3 separate regions of the Zea mays genome follow, and all the other regions are linked to region 2. A link is a contact called in public Hi-C data. All regions are on one chromosome and are shown on one strand. Each heading gives the region's core, a stretch centred on a gene start, on an enhancer-like site or on the middle of the called end of the contact. The rest is flanking DNA. Distances are from core to core; before and after follow the strand shown.

Region 1 (3,131 bases), core at 183-2,682, 700 kb after region 2:
GCTGGATAACTCTTCTCTCTTACTCTAATTCAATGATCAATGTTATTTAGATTATTTTTACTCCCTCACCCCTCACAGTAACCTCACTGCTCTCCCCTTTCCCTCACTCACGTCGTCGCTGGCCCCTCCTCCTCCCCTCCTAGAAAACGTAGCTAGCACATACGCCGCTGGTCCCTCCTCCCCTCCTAGAAAACGTAGCTAGCACATACGAGTATACTTAGTATCTATACTACTCTATTAAGAACCAAATATGGGCACCTGGTCTCACGCCCAGCGCCCGCGCAACGCTCTATCAGCTACTACGCCTACCAACCATCTAACCCCGCCCGCGCAGCCAGCTACTGCGTCTACCCAGCACCCGACCCCGCCCGCGCAGCTACCACACGAGCGAGCACTCGAATCCACGTCCCTTCTCTAGAAATTTAGGGCTAACCATCAAAATCACACATACATTAGTGTTTAGAAATAAACAATATTATATTTAAATATCTATTTATATGATATATAAAACCGTATTAAAACACCGCCACCAACTGGCTAGTATATTTATTAGATATTCAAAGCAATCTGATGGATCATTTATGATTTTTAATGTCTTTTCGTAACATCCAAATTGCACCGGATAAAGTGAAAATGGAGGTCCGAGTGTTCCACCCCACTCACCGTCAAATCATGGTAATGTCAAGAATACTATTGTGTTCCATGGTTTTTCTTTTATCCATGAGCGTTAAGGCGCGTGTAATAATGCATGCTAGTATATCCCTGCAAACAATACCCAATACCCAAGAATAAAGTGACATCAGCAAAATGCTTTCGATCTTATTCCAAGATGTGTTACCTTTTCATTACCTGAACCGGTCATAGCCTACCCAACCCAACCAATCCAAATGATGTCATGTATACTAACCCAACCAATCCAAATGATGTCATGTATGTATGACTTGTACACACATCCTCCAATAATGATCCAAGGAACGTGAATTATACAACAAGATTAAAAGTAGACAAAACACCCACAAGATTAACGGAATTAACTACAAAAATAGTAGGGGACATATCGTGTATAATCATGAATATTGATGTAACTGTATAATTATATCACAAGGATCAAGTTGATAAAACATTTAAAAAATAAAAAAAACGTGCAGAGGGAGTTGGGAACCTTGTTTTTAAAAGAATATCTTTTTTTTTTAAAAAAAAGATACACTTATCTCTATCTTTATATCTTGATATAGTTGTACGGTTGCACAAGATATAGATTGAAACCGATTCCAGATAAAACCTAAAAAAGTCAAAATAAATAAAGTATAATAAACGAAAAGCAAAAAGCGAGATTGACACGACAGCAGGGGCGAGGCCGGCCAGTGGGCCCACATCTGCGATATCTCCCAACCCCAGAAAATTACAAAAGAAACAAAATTAATTAATGAACTGGTAAAACCTTTTCCTCGCTATTTATTTCCTCTCTCCCTCACTCTCCCTCCTCGTCGCTCGTTCCGTTCCGCGCGTGCATTTTTCTCCTCGTATATTCCCGTCCCAATCTCCAACTGCTTCCTCAAATCCCGCCCCGCCCCGCCCCGACATAAATCCGGGCCCCTAATCCCGATCCCGCCGCCAAAATCCAATCCTGCGCCGTCCTCTCCTCTCAATTCGTGTGTCGCTGGGCCGGTTCGGGCGCGGGGATCGAGTCTCCCGTGGTGCTCTTGCAGCCGAGCTGGGATTCTCGGGGGCAATTGGGTTGGAGTTTGGATTTCCGCTCGGAGGTTGGTGGTGGTGTGGTCGCCGGGAGCCTTTGACTTTTTTTTTTGCCGGAGTACGGAGGAGCAGGGGGCCTGTTTGACCTCCGGTGCGGTGATGGTGGCGCGGATGATGCGGTGGCCTCGGCCGCCGCCGGCGCGGAATATCCGCGTCCGCCTGGTGGTGCGGCGGGCGGAGGGCCTGCCCCCGCCTCCTGCGCCCCTCTCGCCTGACGGGTCCCCCGGCCCCGAGGCCGAGGCGAAGGCGTTTGTGGAGGTGAGCTGGAAGGGCCCGAAGATGTCGCCGCTCTCCTCGCTGCGGCGCGCGCAGCGGCCTCCCAGGAACCAGACGCGGAAGGAGGCGCTGCCGGCCGTCGCCGCGGCCGCTCTCGAGGATGGCGCCGCCGCCGCCCCTGCTCTAGCGGTGTCGGCGGTGGCCTGGGACGAGGAGTTCGAGAGGGATGCGGCGCTCACGGCGACGTCGCACCGTGAGCCCGCTGCGTTCCACCCCTGGGACGTCACCTTCTCCGTTGTCAGCGTGAGCATCTCTTCCTTCTCCCGCCTTCGTCTCGCCTGAGCTGGATCAAATCTATTGTGCGTTTGTTCGTGTGTGCGACAAAACGAAACTTTTTTTTTTGCATGTGATCCCTCGATGGATTAAATGTTTGGATTGGCTGTTAACACTGGATTAATTCTGCCATCTGTATTATAGTAATTCCTTTTTGGATTTTTTAAGCATTTGATATCCATCATATTGATGGCGAAAGCTTTGACTTTTTGCTTGGAAAGGGTCATGCCTCATTGATTATTTGTTGGTACCATAGTAGAAAGTGATGAATTATTGAAATTCCAATATGTCTTATCTTTACTGGGGAAAATACTTAGAAGGCATCAAAATGATGCTTTAATAGAGGAAGGCATCTGGGTTGAATTATTCTTTGTACATAGATATATTCTGTGCTATAAAGCCTATCACTTTAGATCCTTAGCAAAATCGTTCATGTTATCCACATCCACATGTATATGTTGACAGTTGCCTTGGTGTTAACTCTGTTTTCTGCTTCATTGGTTGTTTCTTAGGATGAATAGCCTGGCCTCGTTTTATTTCTTTCCGTGTTGAGGTCAATTCATGTTATTTTTTTTATGATTTCCTGATAGGATTAGTTTAATTTGGGTAGCTTAATAAGAAAAAGGTGAAAGACTTTTTCTAGGTAAATTATGTTGGTTTCACAACCTTTCTTATTGGATAAGAAACAGTCTAGCTGTCAAACGCTTAAATTGACAAGTAATTCACCTGCCTTGACTAGGTCATGTTCCGTGTTATCATTTTGTAAATAGAGATGGTAGATCAGGAAGTGCGCATAGTTTAACCTCTTGTTGCGCTGGAAACTCAGG
Region 2 (3,061 bases), core at 506-3,005:
CATATATGAATTTTCATGAAAAACTTGAAGACCTCTCGGTAAACTCAAATTGAGAACTGGACCTAAACGAAACTAAATGTTTTTTTAAACCTCTTGGTATATGCAGGTGCCTGCAATTATCCCCAACAAGTAGCAGAGGATAAAACTCCTTTAGGGCTAATTTGGGAGGAAGAGAATTGAAGGGGATTGAGGAGGCTAAAATCCCCCTTCATTCCTATTTAATTTTGAATTGGGAGGAGATTTTAGTACACTTAAGGCTACTTTGGGAACCTCAAACCTCCTTTGGGATCGGAGGGGATTCAGGTGGAAATAAACTAATTTCCTCTCCAATCCCTTTCTATCCCAAAGGGGATTTGAGTTTCCAAACTATCTCTTAAAGTTAATTTGGTAACAAGGAGATCACGAAGGATTGGAGGTAAAAATGAACTAATTTCCCTGTCAATCCGCACTAATCTCCCGTGATCCTTGGCACCAAATCAACCCTTAATCACTTCCAATTCCCTTGCCACCAAACTGGCCCTTGGCTAGTTTTCTCCCTCAATCCTCTTCGATCAATATTGGCGGGAATTTGAGAGTCTAAACTAGCCCTTACGGATGATAGGGCACAGTCAAGTAAAATTCAGGCACATGCGTACTGTTTCCCACCAGTTTGAGGTTATTAAAAACAAGGGATTCGATCAAGTGGGTGCAACACACGAGGACAATGCAGGAATTTTGTCGTATCCGCCCCAAAAAATATCATATACAGAAGTACAGTACAGAGAGCAACCAATAAACAAATCTTGAGAACTTTCAGAAGTACATATTCAAATCGAACGACATCCAGCAAATTGACCGATCGATCGATGCACCTGGCCTCAAACGATAGAAAACTTTCTTTCTGAAGGAACAAAGAAATCGAAGAACAGATAAAGTGGGAGATCCAAATAGAAAAACATGAACTAAATTTGAAGAAACTGAAGGAGCAGATGTAAGAGGGAAAATCGTGAAGAAAGCCAATTGGCTGCTCTTTTTGGTATAATTCGGAGAAATAAAGGTCGACGACTCTCAAGCCTCAACAAGAGCAGCTAGCAAGAAAAGCAATTGGAAGAGTGTAGCAAGTAGATCATGAAGGTGGAACATGCCAATTGTGTGGTGATGAACTGATGATGAGCTAGGGTGGTTCTCACGCAGGCAATCACTGATCATCAGATACAGAGGGAGAGAGAGAGAGAAAGTGGTACAGAGAGAGATCATCGATCCGCAGCAGGCAACATAGAGATACATACAGATAGATCAGCTTACATACCGCGAGAACTGTGTTGCAGAAGCTGCAGTGCACATAGCACACATGATCTGCCGGCGCGATTTGGGCCGAAGACATTCCTTCTGACCGGTCTCCGCCGCCGCCTCGCCGTGCGAACAACAGCAGTACTTTCGATCCCAGCTCCCGGCAACCAGCGAGAACCAAGAAGAGCGAGGAGGAAGACCAACAGGTACAGCTCAATTTAATTTGCAGCTACAAAGGCAGCAGGCTAGGTTTGCACATCCATCCTCTCCTACTGATATATATGTGTATCTCGAGTTTATGTGTGCTGAGGGAGGGAGGGAGGGAGGGAGGGAGAGAGAACCTACGGGAGAGGAATGACGAAGGAAGAAGAGATTGAGCTATCCCACTTTCCTCTTTTCTTTTCGGTTTGAGAGAGAGAGAGGAGAGAGAGGGCGTGTGGGGGCAAGCAAGGCAAAGCAAAGCAATACTGGCAAGCAGCAGTGCTTTTATTTGTTGTGGTGGCCTTGTGTGTGTGTGTGGGAGCAGCAATATGCTGGGTAGAGAGAGAGAGAGGGGAAATGCCATGATTGCTACAATGAGTGGGTGGAAGATACACTCCTACCTTGCATATATCTGTCTATCTTGCAAACATGTACTCTCTAACTACCAAAATAAATGCATATCTTCGAGGTCAAAACGCTAAACTTATAAAAAATACTATTATTTATGATACATAACAAATATTATTAGATTGATTATACAATATACTTCTATAATAAATTTATTTGAAGATATAAATATTCAATATTATTTTCGAGACGTGTGCTTACTTATTTTGAGTTTAAATGATCCGTACTCTGCTCTCCTCTCATAAATTGTCCACCTGCAAAAAGATCTGCATACGCATTCAGTCTCTGAATTGTTTATACACAGTCACTAAATTTCCACTGCTACAGTCTGCTGGAGGCCAGCATACCGGTTTCTTGATTCTTGACGGTTGCGTTGACAGCAAAGTTTCGTAAAAAGAGAGGTCTTTCCACTTTACAGTAAATAAATCATGACAAGTCAATTGAACATGACCTCCAGTCAAATCTCGGCACTCTCTTGGAGCTGTTCTTTTAATCATGATTGGTTCCTTTTGGTTATGTAGTAAAGTTGAGGGGCAATTTTCTAGACTGAAATTTTGTTCAGTGCCTTATTTGCCATCACAAATATCTTAAATAATTATTTTAAGACATTTGTGATAATAAATAAGGTATTGAACAAAATTACAATGTCATATAAAGATTTTTTTTAAATTAACATACTTATATCCCTATGAAGCATCAGTTTTTTTGTTTCCACCGCCATGTCATTTGCAAAAAAGTACTTCTACTCATTTTTATCTAACCCACAATCTACCGTCGACGTGTGTCGTTATGTGTAGTTATATGGGGGTTTCTTTATGTGTCATTTTCCACCAAACACGCGCTTGTTCGCTTCCCGCCTACGAAAAACAATCTCCCCGCACGCACCCGTGAAAAATCCAAAAAATTATGTGCTCGCTAGGGTTTGAACCTAGGTCACAAGGAACAAACTACCACCTCTTATAACAAACCACCTTCTCCTAGGTATTATAAATGTATATACTAATAATTTTAAAATTAAATAAATCGTGACAGACTGAGTTGACACTGCGGGCTGAGAGAAGACGGTCCAGGCATGGCACAAGCCACTTTAAATCATATCGGGCCAGGTCGTGGCACTATTAAATGGATCGTACCTTAGGCCAGCCCGTTAGACATAACTTATTTAGCTATTTATAGTCCATTA
Region 3 (3,145 bases), core at 28-2,527, 520 kb after region 2:
AAGTTGTGATGAATATTGAACAATGCTTCAGCAAGTTTCATCTAAACATATGCCTCCATATAAATTGTACCGATACAAAATCAAATATCAAGTTTCATCTAAATATATGCCTCCATATAAATTGTACTGATACTAAATCAAATATCAACGTGCAAGTTTTATAAGTGACAACAGAATTTGGAAAGTGACAACGTTAGAACTTAGAATGGACTGAAAAGTATGCTGATAAAAAGAAGAAAGTGTATTATCAAGTGTGTATGAGCTATTCCTTCTGTCAATTTTTGGACGTAACTTCACAAAAAAACATTAAGAAATAAAGAAAGAAGAAAACTGAAGAAACCATAAGACTCAGATGCATGTAAGAATAAGACATAAAGCATCGTATCACCTATTTGCTCGATGATATGACCAATACACGTTTTTATGCTGGGTGGATGTAGGTCAGGATGCCTTTTGCAAGCCAAGAAGCAGCAAATGCTCCTCTTTCCGACAGACCTATTTGGTCAACTGGGTAATGTCACATGATGATAAAAAAATAAAATTGTTAGTTTAATATGGTGATGGAACGTGATGCTATTATATAGGATTTATCTTGTTTGATATATTGACCTAAACCACAATGCTGAAGAGTTCATTAATTATTTTTTATGATTAAATATTACTATAGGAAGATGCTACTATCTGTAGATGACAGGCCCGAATGCGTAGAGAAGCAAAGAATGTTTTGTAAAAATATCGTTAGTAGATTAGGACAGAAGAGTCCACACGGTCTAGATACGAACGCTAGGAGCGAGGCGGAGCTCAACCGCTTGGCCTAGGGGGTAGGGGCATGGGGGAGCACCTCGGCACGGTGGAGCCAGCCGCTCGGCGCCGATGTCTGTCGGGACGTGGCGCCAGGGAGGAGCTCGGCGGTGCTCGTTGGCGGCGCGGGAGCGGAACAGGCGGAGCGCTCGGCATCAACATTCTTGGCGGGGTAGGATGGAGTTGAACATCCTGAGCGGCGACGGTCAGTCAAGGGAGGACGAAGACTGACAGGGCGATACCGCAACAGGGCAGGCTGACCTGCGGAGGTGTTCTTCGGCGTCTCCTCTGGCTTCTCCAGTGGCCGGACCTCGTCCACCAGAGTGGTCAGCATATGCTGAGCTCTCAGCATCTCCTCTGGCTTATCCGGCGCCGTGATCTGCTTCGCGGCCGGTGCTGGCTCCTTTGCAGGCTTCTCCGGCGTCCTGATCTCGTCTACCAGAGCGGTGGCCTCTCTCAGCTTGTGTTGTGGGGCTGCAGGACTCGTCAGCTTGACTGGGACCTCAGATTGTTTTTTACTCGTTCGTTCGCATTCGTCTAGAAGAGTCGGGTGGTCCACCGATGCCAAATCGTGACCGTCGATCGTGTGGAGGAAACAACCGATTTTAGTCTAGAAGCATCGTGTCGCATGGAGCTGAAAAGTATCGACCGGAAGGATCGAGACGTAGAGAACGAAGGAGCGTAGTGATGAATGAAATTACATGGACACAAGATTGTATCGTGGTCGTTGATTGGAAATCTAAGGCCTGGAAATATTTGGGCTGACGTGGATAGCCTTATAGGCACCGTTTCCGTCCAGCTTTAATAATAAAGAAACTAGTGTTTACCGCGCGCCCATGCGCGTGTGACCACATATGGGTTAAGTGTTTGGTGTGAGCAACCAGGTACATAAAATAAATTTAAACATGATATGACTATATAATACGTAGGCAAGGAACTAAAATATAAATAGATAACGTTGTTCATCCTTAATAGTTGATACCAGTTGTAGAGTGCATTTAGAGTACAATACATACTAAGTAGTATTCAACCACCATACATCAACACTTAGCAATAGTGTGCTTGCAGGTGTTAAGTCAATATGTACAGATCCATAAATAGTCTACCAGTAGGTTCATATGTACAGGGAAGCATTCATGGTCCAAAAGTGATGGTTGCTCTTGATAGGTGCGCAAAAGCAAATACCTGTGTAGGAAGGAGGGAAAAAATATTAGAGTTGTTGGAAGTTTTTTTCCGAATAGTTTGCTAATGTTGCTGTGTAAAAGGGTGAGTGGAATACATTATGTTGACTGTGTATAAGTATATTTGTGGTGTATGAATAAGGTTTGCACATGGTGTTATACCTCCATGAACTTGATGATGATCTAGGAGCTTTTCTTTTTTGGGTCTGTAAGATCTGGTGCGCCTTTGTTAGTGTGGCTATGTTTTATCCTGTATAATATTATGAATGTTGTATTAGCGTGGAAAATAAGATGTATCATTTAAAAGAAGGTCGTCGTTGGTACTGCTATTATGTTCAACTATCTTTGTAATACATACCTTTTCGGTGGTGACGATAACTCTTGGTTGTTGACTTCACTTATGTGCTGGTCATCACCATGTGATTAAGTGCATAAAATATATGAATGTAGTTTGCTATGACAAAGTGGAAGTTCATTTTGTCTTAGTTTATTTATTCTGTGGGTATTGTTTGTATCAATTTATATCTGGTATTAAAATGCAATAGATATGTACCTTTGTGAGTGCATGGAAATTAAGTATTTAGCAGTACTAAAGGTACCTCTGTGTCATGCGGCATATCTGAATATATTAGAACGCGTCGTGCCTGTTGAATAGACTTCATTAAGTTGTATGCATGAAGGAATGATATGTTTATAATAGGCTGTACATGGCAAGAAAAATAAGAAGTTTCGTACCTCGTTTTTTTCGTTGCTACAGGTAGATAGTTTTGCCATTGATGTTGCTGGAGAGTCTTGTGTGGTCGGAAGGCTAGGTATTTCATCTTGTGTATGCAACTCTTGTTGAGGATGGCTAGGCATGTTAGATGGTATGAAGGATTGTCTTCCATGATTTGTTAAAATAGACAGAATAGAGAAGACTCTATTTGTGACTGAGTAGGCTGACATATTGATGGCAACTGCAAGGGTAAATTTCAGACACACAATAGCGGCTAGGGCTGCTGGGGGACCCTGAGAAGTTGTAACTGCTGTAACAAGGTTGTCACAAGGTTTTCCTACTATTTTTCTGGCTATGCTATCAAAACAAAAGAACTCTGCTTCACATGTCCCATCAGTAGCAATGAAGCTGAGCTTGTATCTGTCAATGGAAAATATGAGTATTTCGA

The links. A called contact is a pair of places that touch in the nucleus more often than the background predicts.
Region 1: a contact with region 2 is called in a Hi-C map of ear, with 2.1 times the contacts expected there. The contact joins the promoter of LOC103650272 here to the promoter of LOC100193531 in region 2. A contact is called at or near these places in 2 of 25 Hi-C or Micro-C datasets (ear and endosperm).
Region 3: a Hi-C map of tassel shows a contact between it and region 2, with 2.6 times the contacts expected there. The contact joins the promoter of LOC118476683 here to the promoter of LOC100193531 in region 2. A contact is called at or near these places in 4 of 25 Hi-C or Micro-C datasets (ear, endosperm, leaf and 1 more).

What each region holds. Positions count from the first base shown.
Region 1 is chr3:111,599,531-111,602,661 of Zm-B73-REFERENCE-NAM-5.0, forward strand. It overlaps LOC103650272, which reads left to right and starts at 1,433. Exons shown (of 4, transcript XM_008675882.3): 1 at 1,433-2,274. The coding sequence starts at 1,855.
Region 2 is chr3:110,903,083-110,906,143 of Zm-B73-REFERENCE-NAM-5.0, forward strand. LOC100193531 reads right to left here and starts at 1,756. Exons shown (of 6, transcript NM_001366963.1): 1 at 1,289-1,756. The coding sequence starts at 1,363.
Region 3 is chr3:111,427,147-111,430,291 of Zm-B73-REFERENCE-NAM-5.0, forward strand. LOC118476683 reads right to left here and starts at 1,278. Exons shown (of 2, transcript NM_001399071.1): 1 at 1,063-1,278; 2 at 47-993. The coding sequence starts at 1,153. The coding sequence ends at 815. It overlaps LOC103652044, which reads right to left. Exons shown (of 8, transcript XM_035966576.1): 6 at 2,718-3,117; 7 at 2,145-2,626; 8 at 1,728-1,986. The coding sequence ends at 2,555.